2 separate regions of the Mus musculus genome follow, and region 1 is linked to region 2. The links are chromatin contacts, called in public HiChIP or PLAC-seq maps. All regions are on one chromosome and are shown on one strand. Each heading gives the region's core, a stretch centred on a gene start, on an enhancer-like site or on the middle of the called end of the contact. The rest is flanking DNA. Distances are from core to core; before and after follow the strand shown. Region 1 overlaps Sh3kbp1 (SH3-domain kinase binding protein 1). Region 2 overlaps Sh3kbp1 (SH3-domain kinase binding protein 1).

Region 1 (4,294 bases), core at 1,460-3,959, 180 kb before region 2:
TGTCCATAGGTCAGACTTTCTGGCAACTCTTCTAGAAGTATATGATGGTCTGAGAAACTACATAGCCATTACTCATGCACCTCACACAAAGCCAAATACATGGGTAAAACCCAAGATCAAAGATAGTTCTTACATGATGTTCTTTATACAATACTAGCATCTGACAGTATTCTTTCTCTTCCTGTCCATTATGGATTCATTAGGGCCTATTCAATATGAAGCAAGAAAACAGAGCAAAAGGCAGCAAGCTGTCGGGCACTGAAACAACAACGTTTTGGGGCTGGTTTTCCACAGTAGTGTACTGAGGGATACCCAAGAGGGTACTATGGTTATCTTTATCCTACTCATCTCTAGGATGTGGAGAGATACAAAGTACAGGGCACAGGGATGGAGGGGCAGCACAGCACCATATCTACATGTAACTGTATCTGCAGCTTTTCACTTTTTGTTTTCCACCAAAACTCTCCTCTTTCTTTTCACACAATCCTTTCATGAACACCTATAACTGATGGCATTATGGAAAGTCTTCTTGGCTTTCAGTAGGGAGGGGTAGGAGATGAGCATATCAGAGCCAGAAAAGAATGAGTACAAAGAGCTGTCTTTACAATGGAGTGCCTTGTGGGCTCCCACTGGAAGGCTTCTCAGTTACGTGTTTAACTGTCAATCTGCCTGCATTTGGTGGACCTCACTTCAACTGTATGACAAGAACAAAAGATATGCCTCAGTAAAACACAACTTGGAGTTTTACAAATAAAAGGCATGGTCCAGTACAGTGAACAAGAACATTTGTAGTTCTAGGCCAGGGTCAGGTTTCCCTTTGACATACCTCTTGTGTTGGTATGTCAATTACAACATTTCGGGGAGCATTCTCTGAAGCCTCTATTTTTAAAGTTGACTATAAGAAACACAAAAGGTTAAGAATAATCTTCTGGTCATGATGGCACATGCCTGTAAATCCCAGCATATGGGAAAGCTGAGGCAAGAGGATTGTTGAATTCAAGGCCAGCTTTGGAAGCATAGCAAAACCCTGTCTCCAAAAGGCAGAAAAATAAATAAATAAATAAATAAATAAATAAATAAATAAAGTAAAAGTTCAAAGATAATTCTCTCTTTTTTCTGATTATGAAGTTGACTTAAGAGATATTCAGATGATTTTCATTTGCCTGAGTTGTCTTGCAATTTGAGAATCCAAATTCTGCTGAAGCTCTTTGACTGAGCACAGTTAAAGCCTTGTCTGAAGCACAGCTGCTTTCCAAGCGCTTGCTAACTTTAACACATTTGGTAGGACCTAGATGTTCATTATTTTCTTATTCCACAAAATCTGAGGTTAGTACGTGGTTGCTGGGGAAAGCAGGGTGCTAGGGATACCATGCAGTCCTCAGTAACCCTAGCATATGCAACCAATCATGTCAAGTACAAAGACAGGGAATGTCCTTCTTGACAAATCAGAGGACTCCTCTCCTTCCAAGAACCCCACTGTTTTAGTCATTGTCATACATACATCAGTACTCCACAGCTTGGTCAATGGTAACAGCACTCTGCTGACATTGATCAATCAATGTTTTCCTAGGCTCCATCACATTTCTTTTAATGCACACACAAATGTCTGTACTTGCACACACATATGCACACGCACAATACACACATATTTCATCCTGAAATAATTTTCAGAAGTGTGTTCTCCTACAATGCACTACTTACCAACTAACCACCAAAACACCTAATCCCTACCTTGCTAAATGTGGAAACCACTGAATATAGGACTGTTTTAAGTCCTATAGTTATCATTAAACTTTATCCTTAAGTTTCTCTCAGTGTGTTCAGTCTTCTCCAAGCATAGAACTTCTTTTGACAGCCAGCAAGACACCACAAGAATGAGTAGTCTACAGAACTACTGGGTGAACACCATCCTTTTCCTAAGTTTTCCTCCCTATCTTCTCTGTGTCCTAGGATCATGACTTGAAACTGGCCTTCAATGGCAATTGTCATTATACCTCCCAGTGAATCCAACAATAGAGTTTGGAGTGCATATCCCTTCCTTCCTCTTTGACTCGGATCTAGATCCTGCAACTTGCTCAGGGATTATATCAATTATTTTTCAGACAAAGATCCATTGATCTATCATAAGACAATTTTCAAACACCCTTTACACCTCTTAACGTACCCGCATAAAAGCAATCAGAACAAGTATTGCTATTTTATTACTGCTCATAGAGATCCACGAAGAAGAAATATGGAGATTCACTTCTAATTTTTACGCCATGCTATACCTCCTAACAGTTCATATCTTCTACCTCTCAAGACTAATAGCAAACTTTCTCTAAATACAGCATGATCTCTTAACTGAACTTGGGGGTCTTCCATCAGGGCTTCCAGCATTTCCTCTTTTAATCTGTCCATAAAAAGGCTTTACTATCTATCATTCTATTACATATGTACATATGTGTGTGTGTGTGTGTGTGTGTGTGTATGGAATACTTGTGTCTATATATGTATAAGTACATATACATGTATATATGAATGTGTGTGTGTGTGTGTGTGTGTGTGTGTGTGTGTGTGAGAGAGAGAGAGAGAGAGAGAGAGAGAGAGAGAGAGAGAGAGAGAGAATGAGAGTGTTGCTTGTATAAAGAATTTGAGCCAGGCTCTGTTATTTAATCACTGACTCTATTTCCTGCCAGGATGTGATGTGGCTCATTTGTCTGTTTATTGAACACCTCTAAAACTATGCCTTTAAAATGTAAAAGAGCGATACAACAGGAAGAGGAAGGGTGATGACTGTCTCTTTGTGAAATCCAAATAACACTTGCAGTTAGCTGAGGCTTCTACCCAGCCTTCAGTGCTCAATGAGATGCAGCATATAATTCAGAGAATATTAAAATCATAGGCATTGGCTCTCCAAATATCTAACAATACATGAAAATACTGTTTGTATTTTACCCACACTGTTCCCAGGAGAGGACCCTGAATGCCAGCTTGTTAAAGAATCATCTTATTCAAAGAATATGAGCAAGTCAAAGTGAATGTCCATTGCCATGGCACTTTTACAAAATACAACCTGTCATTAGACTTTGGGAGACTATTTTTGCTGTTATAACAGATAAAAGAAAAATTATAAACACTCCTTCTCATTATCCCAGAATGGTTCCCTCTCTTTTATGATTAACAATGCCTTCATTTTACATCATTTAGAGATTTTAGGAAGAGATTGGATAGGTAAGGGAGAGAAAGAATGGTATGGTAGATGTAACAAATATGTCTGGTTTGTCATACTTTAACATCAAACACGGACCAAACCACAATGTTCCCAGGAAGCAGCTAAATTAATTCACACACAAGAATCCACTCTACTTTATGTGTTTCTTTATATAATCAAAGCATAGTCCAGGCTATCCCTCTCACCAACCTGGGGATGGCACCTCCTTCCCTAGTATAATTGAGTACACCTTACATGTAAGATTCCAATAAAGCCCAGCAGGTAATGTATCAGCTTTAACCAACATCTTCTATAGGCATGAATCCCATACTTACTCATGATATTTTTCTATGTAAAGCATACTTGAGGGCAAAGCCACGTTTTAATCAGTTTTCTTTTAGAACACTAAAGAGAACACTTGCCTTGGTAGTGAATTCTATTCTGGCTATTACATATACAAACATGAAAAAATCAGAAATCAGAGTCCTAGATCATCAATAAGTTTGAGATTAGCAGTAGGGTCCGGTTCATTAGATACACATCACATAGTGCAAAGAGATAGATGGTACAATAAAGGCATGTACAGATAGAGGGGAAAATAGTTGTTAGCCAATCTACATGAGGAAATAAGCCTCAAAGATGGCAGCAGTGAGGCTTGTGCTAAATTCAGAAAGAGTGGGAGGTGGCCTAAGAATGTAGTAGAAAGGGTGTTTTAGTTGAATAAAAAGCAAGGAAATAAGGCAAAACTGGATGCAGGGGTTGGGTGTAGTGGGTATACTCAAAAGACTGAGGCAGGAGACTCACTTGAGTCATGAGCAGATGTTCACAATGTGATGTGGGCGGAAGCACACACACTAAGAAGGAGAGAGAGTAGCTTTAGGCCCACAAGCCAGCTAGGTAAGTTAGAGCCACTGTTATAGTAGTGTGTGGCTTATTCTTAAGACATCTGGTCACTAGGAAAAGTAAAGAGAGGTGTGATAATCCAATTTGGGGTGTTAAGAACGATGAAAAATGATGAAGAAACAAAAGGCTAAAGTAAAGAGACGGTGGCGAAGCAACACTGTCCTCTGCTTAAAGCCCTGAAACCATGCTTGCCTGGCT
Region 2 (4,625 bases), core at 1,181-3,680:
ATAGATAGTTTCTGCCCAACAAAAGGTACCTCTAAAATGTCAAGTGCCAATCTCATTTCTGCAAATTGAGTCATATTGTTCAGTGCACTAAGGGAGTTTGCTATTTAAAAGAACCTGCGGTTAATTCTTTTGTGACATGAATAATCACTTCCTGCTTGCTTTACCTTTCCTGTCGAGATGAATTTTTTTTTAACATATCAGGTTTCTCTTAAGGCAAGAAAGCTGTGCGTGACTTTGTTAAGAGCTCCTAAGTCATGAACTATGTCTCTCTTCCTCCCTTTCAAAGGTTTCAGGATTTTTCTTTCCAACGTAATAGCACAAGTTACAGTGGCTACTGAGTACATGAAGTGTGGCTTTGTGTGAATCAACATGTGCCATAAAAGTATAATGAGGGGCTAGAGAGGTGGCTCAGCAGTTAAGAGAACTGGCCGCTACTCTAGGGAGCCCCACTTTGACTGTCAGGATCTACATGTTGGCTTACAACTGTCTTTAACTCCAATCCCAGGGAGAACCTACGCCCTCTTCTGGCACTTCATAGGCACTTCATGCACATACATACTTGCAGGCAAAACACCTATGCATATAAAAAATACTTTTTCAAGGTACAAGGAGCACTGTTTGTGATAGTGCATATGTGGCAGTCAAAGGACAACTTCTAAGAGTTGGTTCTCTCCTTCTACTCTGTGGGTCCCAGGGATCAGTGATTATTAGGCTTGACAGCAAGCACCTTCACCCACTGAGTCATCTCACTGGTCCCTACAACAGACACTTAGAAACTGCTTCTGTTGCAAAGTAATGACTCCTCACTTGGGTGCACAGATAAGCTAAAAGCAGGATGAAAATCTGGCCATCTGCCTTTATTTTGTCTCCTTTACTCTGCATCACCTGTTTGCCTCTGCACGTAGGCTTGCTAATCACTCAGGAGTATCTAGAAACCCACAGCACCTAACCTATGTCATTTCCTTTCAATGCTCAAGGCTAACTGCACGAAGATAGGAGTCACTGAGATATCTGACTGTCTGCATTTTACAACGTCCTGTCCCACATACCAGAAAAGGCACCTAAAGGTTTGAGTCATTGTTGTGACTCTGTTGTCATCTTGGATTGTGGCAATAGCCAAAACTCCCTGGACAGGACACACCCCCACCCCAAATGGCAACTATTGTGTGTGGTGGCAAGGCTGTACCATGGAACAGAAGTTATTACCTGCTGAAAGCCAGCCTTCTCTATCAAGCAGTGTGGCCTTCTTTGGGTCACCACTGGAACCAGAACTGAGACTGTGGTCACTCAGACCATGTGACCAGGGTTGCTAATAATGCAGCCTCTTGTCCCTAGCACAATCCTTCTTTTAGTAAAACCTAAAGTTCATGTCAGTACCCCAAAGAGAAACTAGGAACTACTTGATCCCTTTATTTGTTTTCCTTCCCAATAGGCCACCTCAGTTTAATCTTTCTCTGCTCAGCACCATTGCTCATCTCTTGAATTGGAGTACTGAGACAAGTACCTGAGCCTAGGCTGTGGGACTGCTGGAGCTAGGGTTCTTGCTCTAAGACTCCAATAGCAAAGAATACAAAGAAGCTGAACATTTTTTTTTTTTGTCAAATGGACTGCTCTATAGCATGACACTTTGGACCTACCGGAGTAAATAAATATTGAAATTAATTTGAACTAGTTTAGCTTTGTTAATGTGGCTGCTAGAAAGTTTAAATTATGAGTGTGGCTTGCATTATATTTCTATCGAATAGCAACAGTCTAGAATAATGCTTAGCAAAAAAAGCAGGAAAGACCTCATATCACACAAACACGGCCAGACCCCAAGTCTGTGCTTCCAAGCGCATATCCTCATCTACAGGAAGCTGCAGGTAACTCTAGCAAATGAAGGTAAAACATTACCTACAACTTCTTTTTAAATGGTACCCTTTGGGAAACTTTCTCTGCATGAGCCCCAAATTAAAGCACTAGATGAGGTAAAGGATCTCAGAGGTGTAATTAGGACAAAAGTAAACAAAATCCCATACTTAAAGACACTATAAATTACAAAATTTAAAAATGTCTCCCCATCAGAAAAAAACACCGCCCTCCAGTTGCCTGCTGTGCCAAAAAGCCAGCCTCCACAAGTTTGCTGTAACTATTGTCTGCAGAAAAAAGCCAAAAGCTACAGTTAACAAGAAAAGCTAGAGCCGCGGGAGATAAGAGATCTGCTTAGAAATGCTAACACTTCAGCCTTCCCTATCTCTGCCTTCAAACTTGCTGAATGTCTTCCCCCCCAAAATGGGTGGGTTTTTGTTTTGGGTTGTTTTGTTTTGTTTTGTTTTTTAACTGTTAGGTTGGCTAAGCCAGCTGTCAAGCAGATAGATGGGGAACAGAGGCAATGATACAGCCCCCCCCCCCCCACTGTGGGGCTCAACCCCTCCTCCCTTGCCCCTGAACTTCCTCTATCTTTGCTCCACTTAGAGCTGCATTTCATGCTGGCTTACCCCAAGCAGCCTGCAAGCCTCATCTGGTAAAAGTCCTTTATTTATCCCAGGATTCTGGCTCCCTGACCTAGCATCCTCTGTGACTCAATACATATGTGAATGAACCAGGAAGCATGGAGGAGGATGGGAATTTCCAGTGAACTTCCTTTGTTCTATACACATACACATGTTGTCACAAAGGTCTCAGGAGGTGTGACTTTACAGCTTAAGCTTTAATCATTTCAGAAGTAGAAATGTCACATACTTGCGGGTTTACACTTTTTTCATTGTGCTCATTCTGATGGATACATTTTTTAATTTTAAAGTTTTCTTTCCATCCTGTTTGATGATAATATAGAAAACCAAGAAGTAATTTTCACCAGAAAAGATCTCATGAAAAAGAAAAGCATAATTGCTGATTACTGATGATAGAAATAACATCAGATATCATCTTGTCAAATACATTTTCTAATTTTGCAGGTGAAGAACTGAGGTCTAGAATGTTCCATGACCAAGATTTGGCATTGCCTCTCTTCCAAATGACAGATACAGACTTGGGCACCACTGGAAGAGCTTCTTCCTTGCCTTCCCCCATGTAGCAGAGTTTCTACGATATCCAGAAGTTATAGCAATCAGGAACAAATAAAAACCTCTGGTCAAATCTAAAGAGACAGAAAATAGATGAATGGTTGCCTGGAGCCAGGGATGTGGACTGATTAGGTGGGTATGCGGGAACTTTTGGGGTGATGGAAGCATTTTAATCTTAAACTGTGGGAAGAATTGCACAATGCTATAAACTTATAAAAAGATTTTTAAAAAATCTCACAGTGTACACTTCCATATGCGAAATGTTATAGCTAAATTTATCTTTTAAATATAAAAGTGGAAACACTATGTGACCCACATTTAGGAACTTGTAACTGTAGTATTTGCTCAAGTAGTTGACTATGTAGGTACCCCCAGGGAGCCCCCACTCTCCCCATCCAGGGAAGCAAGCCATTTGGAGAAGCCCCCCCCCCATGAGATCCAACCTGATGAGAATGCAGCTGACATGTCCAATACTCTGCCAGCCCATGCATGGGCACAGAAGCTAAGTGACTGCCAGCAATGTGACAGCAGCTGGAGATGGCTAGAGTGCACGCTCCACCAGAGCTCCCAGAAAGCAGCCTGCTTGCCACTTTTCCTACACTTCTTCCACCACATAAGCCACCCCAGAGCCTTTCCATGAATCATTCACCGTCTTTGATTAAGAGACACTTGGTTTCTGTTACTTACAACTCACAAACTCTGTACCAGCTTCTTCCCTACAGAAGGTCAAGTTCCCACTAGTCAGTGCTTTCTCACCAGAGTCTGGGGTTAGGGGCTTAGGGACCTGAATTTCCCCGCCTCAAGGGCACAGGAACTATGAGGCTCTGCACACACAAGCTGATCGTCATTTGTTTTTTGTTTTTTTCTTTTGTTTTGGGTTTTTTTTTTTTTTTGTGATCTTCATGAATACACAAGTAAGGGCACAAAGTCAATAAAGACATGATTCCCAAGGCCTGACTCTGGTAGGAAATTATCAGCAGCTTCTCTGAGGAAGACGGGCTCAGAACTCAGATCCCAACGACAGAGCCACTGGGTATGGACTCTGAGCATGAGGGAATCGAGCACAGGCCAGGATGGCTTCTTCTAGAACACAGTGAGGTCTGTCATGGACCCAAGAACAGCTCAAAGGACTAATTGGACATCAGCAGGGGAGGGGGAGTTGTGAATCAACACAGAACAGAGAAAAAGGCCCACCACTTCCTGACTGAAAATATTCCTGTCGCTCAAGGAACCCTGGCCTCCCAGGCCACCAGCACCTTGTATAGATAATAGGAGCTATAAGAAAACACCTGATAGCCCTAAAGGTGAATTCCAGCCTACATATTTACTATTTTATGGCATGAGGCAAAACACCTTGCCTGAGTTCACATTTTTGTTTTTAATATTGGAAGAGGGTCTGGTCCAAGGATAATGGATGAACACTGAAACTTCTTCTATACAAAGGCTGCTCTATCAACTGGCAGCCACTAGTCTCACAGGCTATTACCATGCTTTACTGTAAGAGATTTCTCTGTGCATCTGCCTCCCTCATTGCCTACCCACTGGGAACCCTTACAATGTAGATCTCAGTATAATCTCTTC

Evidence for each region. HiChIP or PLAC-seq counts read pairs in DNA pulled down with a chosen protein or histone mark.
Region 1: an H3K27ac HiChIP or PLAC-seq map of regulatory T cells shows a contact between it and region 2, with 4 times the contacts expected there. The contact joins two enhancer-like sites. A contact is called at or near these places in 2 of 115 datasets of contacts at active chromatin or transcription factors (acute myeloid leukemia and regulatory T cells) and 1 of 9 other capture datasets (adipose tissue).

What each region holds. Positions count from the first base shown.
Region 1 is chrX:159,856,741-159,861,034 of GRCm38.p6, reverse strand. All of the region lies in intron 6 of Sh3kbp1 (SH3-domain kinase binding protein 1), which reads right to left. Among named protein-coding and RNA genes, the nearest start is that of Map3k15, 130 kb to the left of the region's middle. Within about 2 kb of position 2,709, at least 4 of the 459 cell types and tissues checked have an H3K27ac peak or open chromatin away from gene starts, as enhancers often do. A contact at or near this core is called in regulatory T cells, where this site is marked.
Region 2 is chrX:159,674,131-159,678,755 of GRCm38.p6, reverse strand. All of the region lies in intron 1 of Sh3kbp1 (SH3-domain kinase binding protein 1), which reads right to left. Among named protein-coding and RNA genes, the nearest start is that of Sh3kbp1, 49 kb to the right of the region's middle. Within about 2 kb of position 2,430, at least 75 of the 459 cell types and tissues checked have an H3K27ac peak or open chromatin away from gene starts, as enhancers often do. A contact at or near this core is called in regulatory T cells, where this site is marked.